2 separate regions of the Mus musculus genome follow, and region 1 is linked to region 2. A link is a contact called in public promoter capture Hi-C data. All regions are on one chromosome and are shown on one strand. The core of a region is the stretch at or near the end of the contact, and the rest is flanking DNA. Distances in the headings are between cores, read along the strand shown.

Region 1 (6,743 bases), core at 2,381-4,880, 540 kb after region 2:
TAGGCACAGATAACCTCTCTAAAGTCAGTTTTTCCTTTATTTGGAGATGGTCTTCCTTCCATAGTTTTTTCATGAAATCACTGGGGTGTGCTTTCTAAAACATTGTGGTAAATGGATTAAAAGATGAACCATGAACTTGAAAGGTCCACATTAAACAGTATACCTTCCTTCAAAGGCTGTCTTGACTTTTTTGTTTTTTTTTTTTTTTTTTTTTTTTTTTTGGTAGGGATGCTCCCAGCTAGATAAAAGAGAAATCTCTAGTGATTATCAATCACAGAAGAGTCAAGGACAGTTCAACAGGTGTGTTCCCCACAGACCTGTCTAGCCCTCTCTTCTCTCTCCCCTTAACTAAATGCCTGAAGCAGTCCTGAGTCAATAGCCCAGGGCTGGATGTGAGTTTCGAGATGAAACTGCATAAGATCTCAACTGAACAGTATTACCCATCCACCTCCCTAAACATTGTATTTCTCCACTCCTGATCTTTCTTGTCTACCCTGCCCCAGCCCTACTTGGCAGGAGCAGGTCACTTTATGTTGTGCCATAGAAGGAGAGAGATCACCGTGAGAAGTCTCCTTGGACATGGGGTATAACAGCATAAAGAAACAAAAGCATTTTCCCTGCCCTATCATGTTCCAATCTAAACTGGTGAATACCTGGAGCTATCTGACTTCATGTAATTCCCTCAACAGTAGTAAGAGATCCTGGCAAGGAAAAAGTGAATATTCAGGAAGCATACACAGGGACAGGCTGCATGCATCTAGGACAGCTAGGACTGTGGTCTAAAACATTTGTAGAGCATGCTACCAAAAGGCTGGACATCCTACATCTAGCTGGTTTAAATGGCTTGCTGACCAGTCACCATAACTCTCACCAGAGGGCCTGCAAAGATTCATCCCAGGCCTGTGGATAGGAGAAGTTGGAAGGACACACAGTTTTTGTTTTTATAGGAAAGGAGTTCCATAATTCCTATTATCCAATGGCTCATAAAGCTGTCATCCAACATTCGGAGAGTTTCCTGTACCTGAAGTTATGTGTAGTGAAAAGAATGTTAATGTTAATGTTAATGTTAAGCCCTACTTCTTATTTGGTATTTTTATTTTTTAAAATGTATTAAAGAGTATAAAATCACAAACAAACGTGAGTCCACTGAATATAATCTGCCTTTCAAATTATCTTCCAAGCACCAAGCTATGATGTAACCTTATCAAATCAGATTCCCTCTAAGCCCGCCGACATGCCAATCACTGTAAGTGGTTAAAGTAGTGATAGACCAACATCCAAGTACCTCTTTCAAGATCTTTCTGTCTTCTAGGGAAAGAAGAAATCTGCATCAGGAGCAACCCACCACCACTACCACCTAATGTAATGAACTCAAGATGCATTAATACTAGCATTTCTGACCTTACCAACAAGGAGATTAGATACTAAATTATCACTTAATAATTACTTCAACAGATTGTGTGTGTTCATGTGCATGTATGTGTTAGCCACAGAAGTTATCTCCCCTATCACTCCCTGTTTGTATTGGTTCAGTTTTCATTGTTGCTTAGACAGGATCTCTTCACTAAATCTGGAGCTCATTAACTGGACAAGATTTGATTGCCAATAAGCTATAATAATCCACCTGTGTCCAACACACACACACACACACACACACACACACACACACATACCACACACACCTCCTCTCAGAGCGCTGGGATTACAAATGTGCATACCATTCCCAGTTTTTATATGGGTGATGCTAATCTAAACTCAGCAACCAACACTGTTCTCACTAAGCCATCAGCCTCACTCCCCAGCCCCAGCCAAGAGATTCTCAATGCCAATTCTGTGTCATTGAGCATATATTCACAATCAAATAACCATAAATCAAATTATACGTTTATAATGTCCTACCCACATTTTCTATCAAGATATAAATATTTCAAAACACTACAAGTGCCAATTTTATAATATGCCATGACTTTAAAAAGGTTTCCACAATTAAAAAGCACATTTTTAAAAGACCACATCATATAAAAGGGGAGACAATCTATAAACCCTATGACCTTCAGTCCAGAAAATCAACTAAGTACAAGGAAGGAAATTCAAATGAAGTGCTAACAACGGCTGGCTACCTTTTGGCACTGGTTGACAGTTTCGCGGCTGTCTTGCTGGATATCTTCCCCTCCTTTTTCTTAGGCTGAACTTGTTCTCGATCAGGTTCCTGCTGAACGCTCTCCCGCTGATCTCCATCAGAACTTCCTCCACTAGTGCTTGGACTGTCATCAACTCTCTGCGCCTCAGTGGACATCTTAGATCCTGGATTAAAGAATGGCATGTCATTTATTCTGCTGTGGTAGGGACTACAACAAGGTATGTTCATAATGAAGAGAAACAGAGCCCATGAAACAAAAGAAGTATAATTAGGTATAAAAATGAGAATTGCCCATTTATAGAACAAATAACTCTGGGGTTTGCTAAAACCTCTCTTCTCTGCATTCATGGAAAATTTAGAAACAAATGTTGGTAGCAATTTTATTCACAAGGCAGAAAGTAAAAACAATTCAAATGTTCTCTAATTGACGGGTAAAGCATGGTGCATCCACATGACAATATACCTCAGGCACAGAAACAAATGAAGTCTGGCATCTGCAAGCTTCAGCAGAAAGATCTTGAATCTTTATGCTAAGTGAGCGAAGCCAGCCAGAAGGACCAGACTGTACAAGCTCATTTGTAAGGAATGTCTAGACAGGTACATGGTGGGAATGTAGAGACAGTACAGGAAAGTGTTTTCTAATGGGCAGAAAGTTTCTACTGAGTGATAATAATATTCTTAAATTAACTAGTGCTTATAGTAGAAAAGCCTCGGAGTTCTGCTTTGCTTTGTACTGCTGAGGACTCAACTCAGGATCTTGGCATGATAGGCAGGTGCTGCCATTGAGCTACCTGCAATCCCTAGGCTAAGTTATACCTTTTAAGATGGCAGCCTTGGGGCTGGAGGGGCATTTTGGACAGTGCACACTCAGCAAAGTTCAACCGCCAGCATTTACAAAAATGGAGGGGGTTACTTTTATAAGGTAAATTATATCTCAAAAGAACTGGCACAAGATAAACCAGAAGGGGTTGGAGAGAGAGTTCAGGGGTTATGAAAACTGGCTGCTCTTCCAGAGAGACTGGAATCAATTCCTAACACACACATGGTAACTCACAATGGGCTATAGCTCCAGTTCCAGGTGATATGACACCCTCTCTGGCCTCCCTCGGCACCCAGGCATATATATGGTGCACGACATACATGCAAACAAACATCGATACACAGAATATAAAATAAGTATTTTAAATAGGGGGGGGGGGGGAGAGAAAGGACTGAGAGCCTAATTTTTATAGGCACTGGGAGAAGCATTTTGGGCTCAGCTATGAGATGTCCAGACAGGTAAAGAGACCTGCAAAGTGTCCTGACAAGTCGGTGTAAAAAGGCACAGGGCTGAGAGAGAGTGGTACTGCCACGCTAATATCCAATCAATACATCCTTAGAGCTGAGCCAAGCTTAAAATCCTCTAAGCTGGGAAATTGTTTTAAGTAACCTTTGTGATAACAGAACAGAAACCATGTGATCCTAAATAAGAACTGAAGCTTAGGAGGGTGTGGGCTCTGATCCAGCTCGACTAGGCAACCATGTTGCACAACAGATAGAGAGTGTACCGAGACACTGAAGGATTCCTTTTTTCCCAGTCTGGAGGAAATCTCCCTAGAGGTTCAGAATTCACTTTGCTTTGAGTTCATGCTCCTGGAGCAGCTCTGATGACTAACTCAATTCCCGTAATACTTTGATACCTAGGTAGCCGTTATAACCTAGATAGTGACACAAAAATGCACTGAGAAATGGATAGCCCTTCTCCAATCTCATTGTATTATAATCAGCCCCAGGTTGGTCCTTACTATCACATCCTGTATGACCTAACAAGCTGACAGACCTAGAATGAAACTGACAAAAGTCATGTTCAGACTCTACAGGGCCTCAAGTCACCAGTAATCACTTTGAGTATCATATAGCTTCAGCTCAGACATGCTTTTGAAAAACGAGACTGCCTGTGACTAGAGTCATCACCACCACCAGCACTACCACCACCACCACCACCATCAAGGGTAAAACACACATACATGGGGAAGGGAAGAGATAAAGAGAAAGAGTTTTATCCAAAGTCCTCTTGAAAAGGATCCATTTTGGTTACTCTTAAATTAAGACTGAAATAAAACTGTTGTTGACATGGTCAAGAGCAAACTTCAGTACACACAAAAAACAGACACTTCAAATACAATTTATTATTATCATTACCTAGTTCAAAGGCATGACCCAGTACTTCTGATCAACATTCATCACCATCAGCTCATCCTAGAGTTTATTCAAAACCATGGTAGCTTTTCTAAATGCAGGCCTTTAACAGACTGAAAGTTTTCTATGAGAAGCTTATAAGACAAATATGCACAGCACAGTACTGGAAGAAGCAGGAAGCACAGCGATAAAGCATCAACAGACACTACATATGACATGACCATCCTCATCCCTAGTCCCTTTGTTCATGACATCCAGTAAGTCTGTCCAAATAGCTCTCACACACTCACAGGACATTGAGACTGCTCTCCCTCTCTCTTGTAAGTGGAGAGCATCATTCCCCACGGCTAAGACACCTTTTATGAGCAATAAAGTCACTTAACAGAATACCGAAATTTTATGTCTCTATGTTTCATGTCTAGCTCTAAAAGCCTGAGTATATTTCTTGGGTTTTCTTATTTGACTTTAACATTCTTATTATTGGATTTAATATTTGTATTCTTTCTCAGCTTGCTTCTTTGAGTTAAAATATATCTAAAGTTAAAAACCTTGTAAGTATGTGCTATATAGCATGCTAGCTAAGCAGGCTTATGTATAAGCAGGGAAACAGAAAGAAGCATTCTTAGGATTAGATGCTCTCAAGGTAGGGTACTGTGAGCAAACTTTTAAGAGATGTGAAATCAGTGAGAAATTGTTCTATGTATCCTAAACCTGAGGCAATCCATCACATGGCAAACACAAGAACTCTAGAAAAGTAGTTGCCTTACACTGCAAGCACAGCTGTGACTGCTGTGTGCTGCATCAGTCATGAAGTGCACACATTTCAATACTCTTTTGTGCACACCTAGTAATGTGTAAACTATATAATACTGAATAGACTATGCAATGATGTAATGGGCCATAATCTGAAACTGAAATTTCCTCAACTACTTCAGAATACCAGAAGATTAAACTACTAAACTACTATTAAAGGTCTGGGGGTATGGCTCAGTTCTAGAGCCCTTGCCAAGCGTATATGTGAAGGCCTGGGCTCAACCAGAACACTTCCCCAGAAAGCAATTAAATGGCTAAACAGAAGCATAATTTCTCTAGTTTTACAGTTTAAAAAATTATTTCTATTTTTGATCTAAGATACCTTATCCGATCCAAATCTTTACGTACAAATGACAAATCCTCCTGAGAACACTGATAAGCATTATAAAACCATTTAGACAAAGGCTCTGTATCTCCTATTCAAATGTCAAGACTTAAGAGACTTTCTGCTGAGTGTTTTCTGAATCCTTGATTACAGAAAAAAGGGGACAACATGATTGTGTACTCTGGCACAATTAACTCTTATGAGAGGAAATCCTCTGCAGGTCACTCAAATGAACTATGTATAAAATTGGTGCCTTGTCTCTCTAAAGTAAAAATGAGTAGGTCCCTGAATTAAAACTTCTACATATTAACTTCTCTGGCATTTTAAAATTAATTCCTAAAGAGCTAATTCCCTAACCTAGAAGGAAGCTAAATTCCAGGGATCTAAACACAAATACATCCTCCAATGACAGTTTCAAAGATCTTAAGACACCTAAAGTGATATTTTTACTTCAGATTCAAGTAACCCTTAGTTTCTAACTAAATATAAACATATTACATTTAGGTATTTAAACACACTCATTCTTTTTGAGCTTTATTGACTATGTGCTCTGTGATGTCATCAGGCTCTGGAAATTCCCAGCACATAGTGAGTGAAATTAGCGTGTTTCAGAAAAACTTACGGATCTAAACAAATCCCACCGATGAAACCAACAGTACTCAAGTCCACATTACTATTCAAATCATCAAATGTCATGATTTTTAAAAACTTAGAAAAGCAAGTATTCATTTGTGCAGCTGCAACAGGAAAATGTGAACTTGCATTGGCATACCAGTTTTTCTACTTGTGATTTCTGAACTTTTCCAAAACATAAAATACTTTATATTATACGCCAAACCTGTAGCGCTATCCAGCTTCCCAAGTGTCTGAAAAGATATTTATTTGGAAAATAAAAGTGGAGCACCTGATTGAGGGAAGTGCTGTGCCCTAGAGGAAAGAGCTCAAGGTATGACATATGAAAACACTCCATCTTCACCATCACCCACAAACAAGACTGCCAAGCGCCCAGGAGCATCCTGACTGCCTGAAGAAAGACAAATATTTAGATTCCCAAGATTGCATTTCTAGAGCATGCTTTTCAAAATCCAAGGATTTAAAACTAAGATGAGCTTTAAAAAAATCTTAAAAACAGTAAGGTAATCAGAGGTAAGTCCTAGCACATTCTTTTGTACTTTAAAATGGAAATACTCAAGTAGACCCTCAAAATTACAAAATACAAGGTTAGAGGATAAGAATCTTGCAAATCAGCAAATAAGTCCAAGAGCTGCCACCAAGCCCAGGGTGATG
Region 2 (7,532 bases), core at 2,924-5,423:
CAGTGTCAAAACACACTTGGCAAACAGCATCTGAACCCTTGAAACCTTCATACTAAACACACAGGTGGCTTCCTTAAAAGGCCTTTGTTAGATGGGGATGTTGGTAGACTACTTGCTTAGAGCCCTGGTCACATCCTCAAGACTCCATAAAAACTGGGTATGGTGGCCTTCACTGGAATGCCAGCACTTAGAAGGTAGAAAGTGGAGGCAGGAAGATAAGCAGTTAGAGGTTATCCTCAGGGTACATAGTAAGTTTGTGGCTAGCCTGGGTTATCTTGTCTCAACAAATAGATGTTTCCCAGCCACATGAGCATGAGGTAGAACATACTTGTAGTTCCAGCACTCAGGAGGTGGAAGAGATCTGCTCATGAGTTCAAGTCCAGGTTGAGATACATAAAGGCAGCTTCTTTTTGCCTTTCCACTCTTGCTTCAAATCAGAAATTCACAGGGATTTGCTGACAGTTTTAACCCTATAAATCACACACACAAACACACACTCATTTTTTAAAAGATTATTTTTATGTGTATGGCTGTGTGACTTGCATGCCTGGGAACCATGTGTATGCCTGATGCCCTTGGAGGTGAGAAGTTAGCACATCTCCTGAAACTGGAGTTAAAGACCATTGTTGTTGGTATTCTGTCTAAACTCCACTCCTACAGTTCCTGGCAGCAGCCAGGTGTGCTCCTCCCCACAGTTACCTGGCAACAGCCAGGTAGTCTTGACCAACTATAAAAGGAGCTGCTTGGCACCTTCTCTCCCTCTTAGGCTCTTGCCTCTCTCTTGCCTCTTACCCTCTTGCTCCCCTCTCTCTCCATTCTCTTCTTCCCTCCCTCCACGTGGTCAGGACTGGCCTCTATGTCTCTCTCCTTCTCTCTGTCTTTCTCTGCCTCTACTACTCTCATAACCCCCCTCTCCATGCCCTAAATAAACTCTATACTATACTAGTGTGTGTCTGGTCCCTCAGGGGGATGGGATGCCTCTGCATGGGCCTCTGCACGGCGCCCCCTTCCCCCACACTCCGCCAGAACATATTCTTATAGATCTTGCTCTTTTTTATGATCACAACAATTGTGAGCTGCCACGTGGGTGCTTGGAACTGAATCTGGGTACTCTGCAAGAGTATTCTGTGCTTTTAGCCTCTGAGCCATTTCTCCAGCCCTCATTTATTTGGTTTTGTTGTTGTTGTTGTTGTTGTTTTGTTTTGTTTTGCTTTTTTCAGATGGCATGTATCCCAGGATGGTCTTGAACCCACTGTGTAGTTTAGGATGATTTTAAACTCTGGCTCCTCCCTCTTCCATCTTCCTAAAGCTGGTTGTGCCTAGATGAAGGGGCTTAGGATCTTTATCAAGAAGGGTAGCAGTGGGAGAAGATTCAGAAATCTCTACTGCTCTCACAGGAACAAAACAAAGTCCAGTCAGAAGGGCTTCCAAGAATCTAGGCTGCTCCAGCAGCCAAGGGAGCAAGGCCTGAAACCCAGGGAGAAAGGCCAGCAGCCCAGTCTCAACTTCTGAGAAGACCACATGTCTGAGAAATCACTTCGTTCTTTTTGTATTTTTCTCTCCCTCCCCCACTCTTTTTCTCTCTCTCTCTTCTCCCTCTTTCACCTCCCCCCAACCCCTGTGTGTGTGTGTGTGTGTGTGTGTGTGTGTGTGTGTGTGTGTGTGTAGGCTAGAGGACAACTTCAGGTGCTGTTTGCTTTTTTTAATGACAGGGTTTCACTGCATATCTCTGGCTGGCCTGAAAGGAAGAACAAGATCTGTTGGTTGAGGATGGAGTCAGAGAGGAAAAAAAAAAAAAAAAAGGAGAACACAGCAGGTGTTCTGCTACAGGCTTGGGGGATGGGCCTAGGGGATCTGAAGGAACAGAAGAAGAGGTGAAGATCTGCAGTCAGCCTACTTTCTTCCCTGTCAGGAGTGGCCTATGGGTTTGCAGGGAAATGCTTGCTGCAGTTGCGGGCTGGATAAAGTTCTGAGTGTATGTGTGTGGACATGTTAGGAGGAAAATATCTATGGATCCACAGGAGATGGGAGAAGGGCAAGGGCAGTGGGGAGGGAGAAGGCTGCTGCAGGCAGATCTGTTGCAGAGCTGGGGATGGAACTGGCGGATTGAATTTGGAGAAACAGAGGGAGAGGTGAAAATCAGAGTGGCTCTTGAGCAGGTGGTCTCAGCAGTACCATTTGGAAGGTCCCGCCTTCTTTCTACACACAAACACACACACACATGGCAGCAGACAGGAGCACAAAATGCTTATGATTCTTTTCAGAGGAATTCTGGCCCATGTACTTCCTCCATGTTGAGTGCAGGTTAGTTCATTAGTATTTTTGTAGGAGCTCAAGTCCCTCCAGCAGACTAACTCAGAGAAATGACACAACCTTCACTTTAATTGGCCCTCCTTTGTCCCCATAACTCTCTGCATCTGAGAAATTATTGAAATTGCCTTGCTTTATCCCTCCCATTTTCTTTGCATTAATGTGTGTGTGTGTGTATTTGTGTATGTGCACATACACATGCACATTTGAGCTTGCCTGTCTATGTACTAATTTTCAAAACATACGTTTGTCCAGAAAATTGTCCTGGTGGCTTAAGAATATAATTTTTAAAAAAGATTTATTTAATTTATGTATGTGAGTACACTGTAGCTGTACAGATAGTTGGTTGTGATCCTTCATGTGGTTGCTGGAAACTGAGTTTTTAGGACCTCTGCTCACTCTGGTCAACCCTGCTCGCTTGGCCAACTGTGCTCACTCAGTCCCTACTTGCTCTGGCCCAAAGATTTATTTATTATGCATAAGTACACTGTAGCTGACTTCAGACACACCAGAAGAGGGCGTCAGATCTCATTACAGAGCCACCATGTGGTTGCTGGGATTTGAACTCATGACCTTTAGAAGAGCAGTCAGTGCTCTTACCTGAGCCATCTCACCAGCCCCAAGAATATAAATTTTATTATCAGTCCTTTCAACCAAGTCTTAAAAAAAAAAAAAAAAAGAAAGAAAGAAAGAAAAGAAAAAGTAAACAATCTCTCCAGCAAAGAAAGATCCAGTATTTTCCTAGGCCTCCTAGCAAACAGAGGCCTCTAGGACAATATTTACATCTCCATGTGGTTAAGTCAAGGCTGTTCTTGGGCAAGCTGTAATAAGAGGGGCATTGATGGCTTCCAGTAAGGCTGGGGGGAGTGGAGAATGAAGATAGGGTAGCTTGGGTTTGTGCAAAGGGTCTTTGCTTGCTCTTAGAATGACCAGGCACTGGGCTTTGTGGATGTCTCTCCTTCTTCTTTACCTTCTTTTGCTTGTCTTCCTAACCACCCTGGCAGTAGAAAATAGCATCTGCCTTACAGATGACTGAAGAAACCTGAGCACAGAAAAGGGAGTTAAGTCTCCGCCCGTCCTTTGGAGTCAGGACTTTCTCAGATTCCACGCCCTACTGTCCTTGTGCAGTCCAGGTACAGTGGCATCTGGGAGCTTGTATGCTAGAAACCTCCCAGGCTTGTCAACTTTCTGTGACAGTTTGCGTTATAACAGTGCAGATCTTCCATTGAAGCTCCTTCCCTCTCGATACATGGCAGCCTGTTCACATTCTGACCTCCTGGGAATCTTTTTTTTTTTTTTTTAACCTTTTTAAGGCTCATTCATTCATCTACAAAATAAAGATGGACCTAGGATTGCTGAAAGTTTATATACTTGCCTGTGATCTAGCTGAGAGGTAGAGGCAAGAGAATGGTTATTTTAGGGCTACAGAGCAAGACTCAGAAGATAAAAAGATAAAAAGAGTTCAGGGAGCTGAAATGTGTTAGGTGACTGGAACTTCGTGGTCTTTTCTTATGCATTTACATAAGACTTTAAAATTTTTTACATGATCATGTCTGCATAAATGATAGCAATAAGTAGACACAGGACTTCAAGTAATAAAAACATAAAAACACCACCAATCTACCACTTGGGATAAACTCAGAAATAGTTGTATTTCCTTTTCAGATTTGTTCCACGTATGTTCTTGCACACACACACACACACACACACACACACACACACACACACATACCCCACATTGTAGAAATGGCATAGTGTCTTTATTTTTGTCTCCATTGCCAAGTTCTCAGTGTGTAGCTGGCACACAGTAAGCATCTAATAAATGTACTGGGTGAGTAAATGAATGCATTGACAAAGGAAGTAATAGAAGGAGGCAGGGAAGTGGTAGTTGCCTCGTGATGCAAGCTAAGCATCTTCTCCCAATGCCCCCGATCCCTGTCTATGCTATTTTTATATTTCTTTATTTGAATTTGTTTGTTTGTTTCTTTCTTTATTCTAGACATAGTTTCATCTGGCCCAGCAAGATCTTATCCATCTCTATTTCCTGAGTGCTTAGAGTACAGACTTGTGCTAACATGACTTCTTTATATAGTGCTGGAGCTGGAATGTAGGATTTATACCTGCTAGGTGAGTACGATGTCAACTGAGTTACATCTCCAGCAAAAGGAACCTGTTTTCAAAAGTGTCCCTGGGAGAGCTGCCTGTTGCACTAGGCTGACCCCGAGATCTTTGTCCTGTAGGTGATCACAGTCACTACAATTCTAAGTAAACCAGCTTTCTGAATCAAAGTTTGTCTTTTTTGGCATGTGCTCATCAAGGCTGCTTCCCAAGGAGCAAGAGGGCACTGCACTGCCAAGCCACGGGAGTGCAGAGCAGAGAACTGTGACATCTTGTTGGTGGAGCTTCCGGGACTGGGACTCTGCCCTCCAGTGGGGAGAAAAGCATCTGTACAAGGGGAGAGCTCATATCTTGGAGACTTTTTCTTGGGAAGGCTAGTGGAGTGCACAGGTAGACAGGGAACAGGCATGCCTAGAGATTTCTCTCTCAGGAAGGCTAGTGAGGTGAGAGATAGATAGGGAACAGGCCTGCCTGGACAGGCAATACAAGAAGCAGAGGCTTGCCAGGGCCTTGTTTGAGGATTCTTCTTACCCTTCAGTTGACAGCCAAGCAGGATGTAGGTCAGGGTCCAGTGTACAAAGCAGTCCATACTGTTTCCATTTGTGGCCTCCACCAGTCCTGTCTGGACAGATCACAGATCAGATCTGCTCACTTACTACTCAGAACGTCTATCACTTTCTCAGTTCTGAGCAAAGCCACAGGGACACTCATACATCTATCATCTCTTCTCTCTGTCCTTGCCCTGCCCCTCACAGCCTCTTTCCAGGCCATTGGCACCATTTCCTGGTCCCTCTCCTTTGAACCAGTTCCTCTGCTCCCCTGCTTGTAGCCTCTGCTCTTCCCCTCTCATCCTTCATGTTCCCTTTGACTCCCTAGAGGCTCATCTAGCACAGTAGGTACCCCACAGAGGCCCTGTTCTCACTTTACACCATAGTCTAGCACTGCCTTATCTTCCCTCCCAGCATCTCGCGTATGTCTGTCCGTCTCCCTCTCTGCTGGACTTCCTGACTGATGTCTCTTTTCTTGGAGGTTTTCCCATGCTTCTACTGTGAGGTTTTTTTTTTTTTTTTTTTTTTTTTTTTTTTGCTTTTTGTTTGTTTGTTTGTTTTTTAAGACAAGGCTTATGTAGTTTTAGCTAGTCTGCCTCTAAATTGCTGGGATTAAGTACTTTATCTTGGCCTTCCTCTCCCTATCTCTTCTTCTCTCTTCCCCATCTTCTCTCTCACCTGTCTCCTCTTTTTTCATCTGTCCTGCTTTCTCTCTCATCCTCTCTCTTCCCTACCTACTTTCCCCTCTCTCCCCTTTCCTTTTCTGTCTTTCTTTCTGTGTGTGTCTCTATTCTCTCTCTCTCCCCTTCCCCCCCCCCCCCTTTCTCTAACAGGGTCTCCCTATATAGTCCTGACAGCATGGGTTACAACGTCCTGCTGTGCAGCTTCCAAGTGATGGGATTACTGGCTAGCCGCACCTGGATTAGGGGAACACATTGTTGAATGGCTATTCTTTGTTGTCAACTTGACTACATCTGGAATTAACTAAAACCCAAATGGCTGGGTACACCTCTGACTTTTTTCTTTTTTAAAACTAAATAATCTGAAATAGGAAGACTCACTTTTAATCCAGATCTTCTGAGGTGGGAAGATACAGCTTTAACCTGGGCCACACCTTGTCTTGGCAGCCTGTATAAAGAACATGAAAAAGGGAAGCTCTTCATCTGCTCGCTCTTGTTCTTGCCGGCACGTGGATTCCTTCATTGGCATTAAAGCCTACTTCTTTGGGATTCCAGTGTATACTAAAGACCAGCTGAGACATCTGGCCTATCAGAATGAGCAACTACAGAATTCTTGGACTTTCCACTGGTAGACAGCTATTGTAGGATTTGCTGGACCACAGCTTGTAAATCACCTGAGTAAATCCCGTATGTATGCTCATTTTGTCAGTTCTGTTTCTCTAGAGCAGTGATTCTTAACCTTTCCATTGCTGTTGAGGTGACTTTCAGGCATAAAATTATTTTCATTGCTATTTCAAAACTGTAATTTTGCTGTTGTGAATTGTAATGTAAATATCTGATGTGTGATTCTGTGGAAGGGTCACCCATTCAATGGTAGGGTGCTGATCCCCCACAGCATGAAATTTTCCTGCTTATCTTCTGCACGGTTCCTCACTGGTGGTGTTTCTGAGGTGTGCTCCTAGTGCCCAGTGCTGTGGCAGGCTCCTGTGACTGTCACATTCCTTCTGACACTTCAGAGGGACTGGAGGGAAAGGGAGACAGATCACGTGCTTAGTCAGTTGAAAGCCTTAGAGTGGTGAAATTTAAGAATTAAACATTTCAAGCTAAATGAGAATAGGACACACTCAGACACAGAGTTATGCGGAAGCATGACCCTGGTGAAGTTTTTAAGTTAAAAATCAAAGTCCAGTTTCAGGGATTAAACTGAATTACGTACGTAGTAGGAATGCTTTCTGGTACATTCCCGAAATAGCTGTCCTGCTCAAGCCCTTGTCTATGCTATGGCACTCCCTGCCTCACCCTGGTCTCAGGTCCCCAGAACTGTGGCCTATGATGCTTCCAGAATTCACAAAGAATTCTCTGGGAACTTGCTTTTCAAGATCCCCATGGCTGGCCACTGCTGGGGAAATGAAGGTGCTACTTCAGTGGCCTCCTTAGAAAGGGCAAATGACTCTGAAGTGCCACCTTGACATTAGGTAAAGCAACCTAAAAATAGTCCTAGTATTCAGGATCTGGATTCTTTGAGTGAGAGCCATCATCCCTCCCTTGGGTGACGTTTTATGGAGAAGATTCTTTCTGTCACATGAGGGTAGAGGCTGTGCTGTGCTTATACATTCAAGATGCAGATTCTAATTCACACACTAAGGAACAGAACGTCTATCTCTGCATGAATCTCTCCTCCCAGAAAGGAGTCACATGCTTGTCTTGAGAGATTTGCCATCTCACGCTCGGGTCCCAGAGGGAGAAAAGATAATGATGTCATGTAGCCTGGCTGCTCACTCTTTATGCTCCTCAAGCTCAGGTTCTCTTTTTAAAGGACATCACAAGATTCTCTGTGACACGATTCCACTCTGGCATCCACTACAAAGACATTTAT

Evidence for each region. Capture Hi-C pulls out chosen DNA fragments and counts their contacts.
Region 1: a promoter capture Hi-C map of liver shows a contact between it and region 2, with 2.6 times the contacts expected there. The contact joins two enhancer-like sites. A contact is called at or near these places in 13 of 39 promoter capture datasets (the 3T3-L1 cell line, 3T3-L1-derived adipocytes, cranial neural crest and 8 more), 2 of 484 Hi-C or Micro-C datasets (cerebral cortex and ventral hippocampal neurons), 7 of 115 datasets of contacts at active chromatin or transcription factors (embryonic stem cells and stem cell-derived neural progenitor cells) and 4 of 9 other capture datasets (adipose tissue, embryonic stem cells, liver and 1 more).

What each region holds. Positions count from the first base shown.
Region 1 is chr14:18,886,146-18,892,888 of GRCm38.p6, forward strand. It overlaps Ube2e2 (ubiquitin-conjugating enzyme E2E 2), which reads right to left. Exons shown (of 6, transcript NM_144839.2): 2 at 2,121-2,304. The coding sequence starts at 2,296. Among named protein-coding and RNA genes, the nearest start is that of Ube2e2, 4.3 kb to the right of the region's middle. Within about 2 kb of position 3,631, at least 6 of the 459 cell types and tissues checked have an H3K27ac peak or open chromatin away from gene starts, as enhancers often do. A contact at or near this core is called in liver, where this site is marked.
Region 2 is chr14:18,349,053-18,356,584 of GRCm38.p6, forward strand. No RefSeq gene overlaps it. Among named protein-coding and RNA genes, the nearest start is that of Ube2e1, 21 kb to the left of the region's middle. Within about 2 kb of position 4,174, at least 12 of the 459 cell types and tissues checked have an H3K27ac peak or open chromatin away from gene starts, as enhancers often do. A contact at or near this core is called in liver, where this site is marked.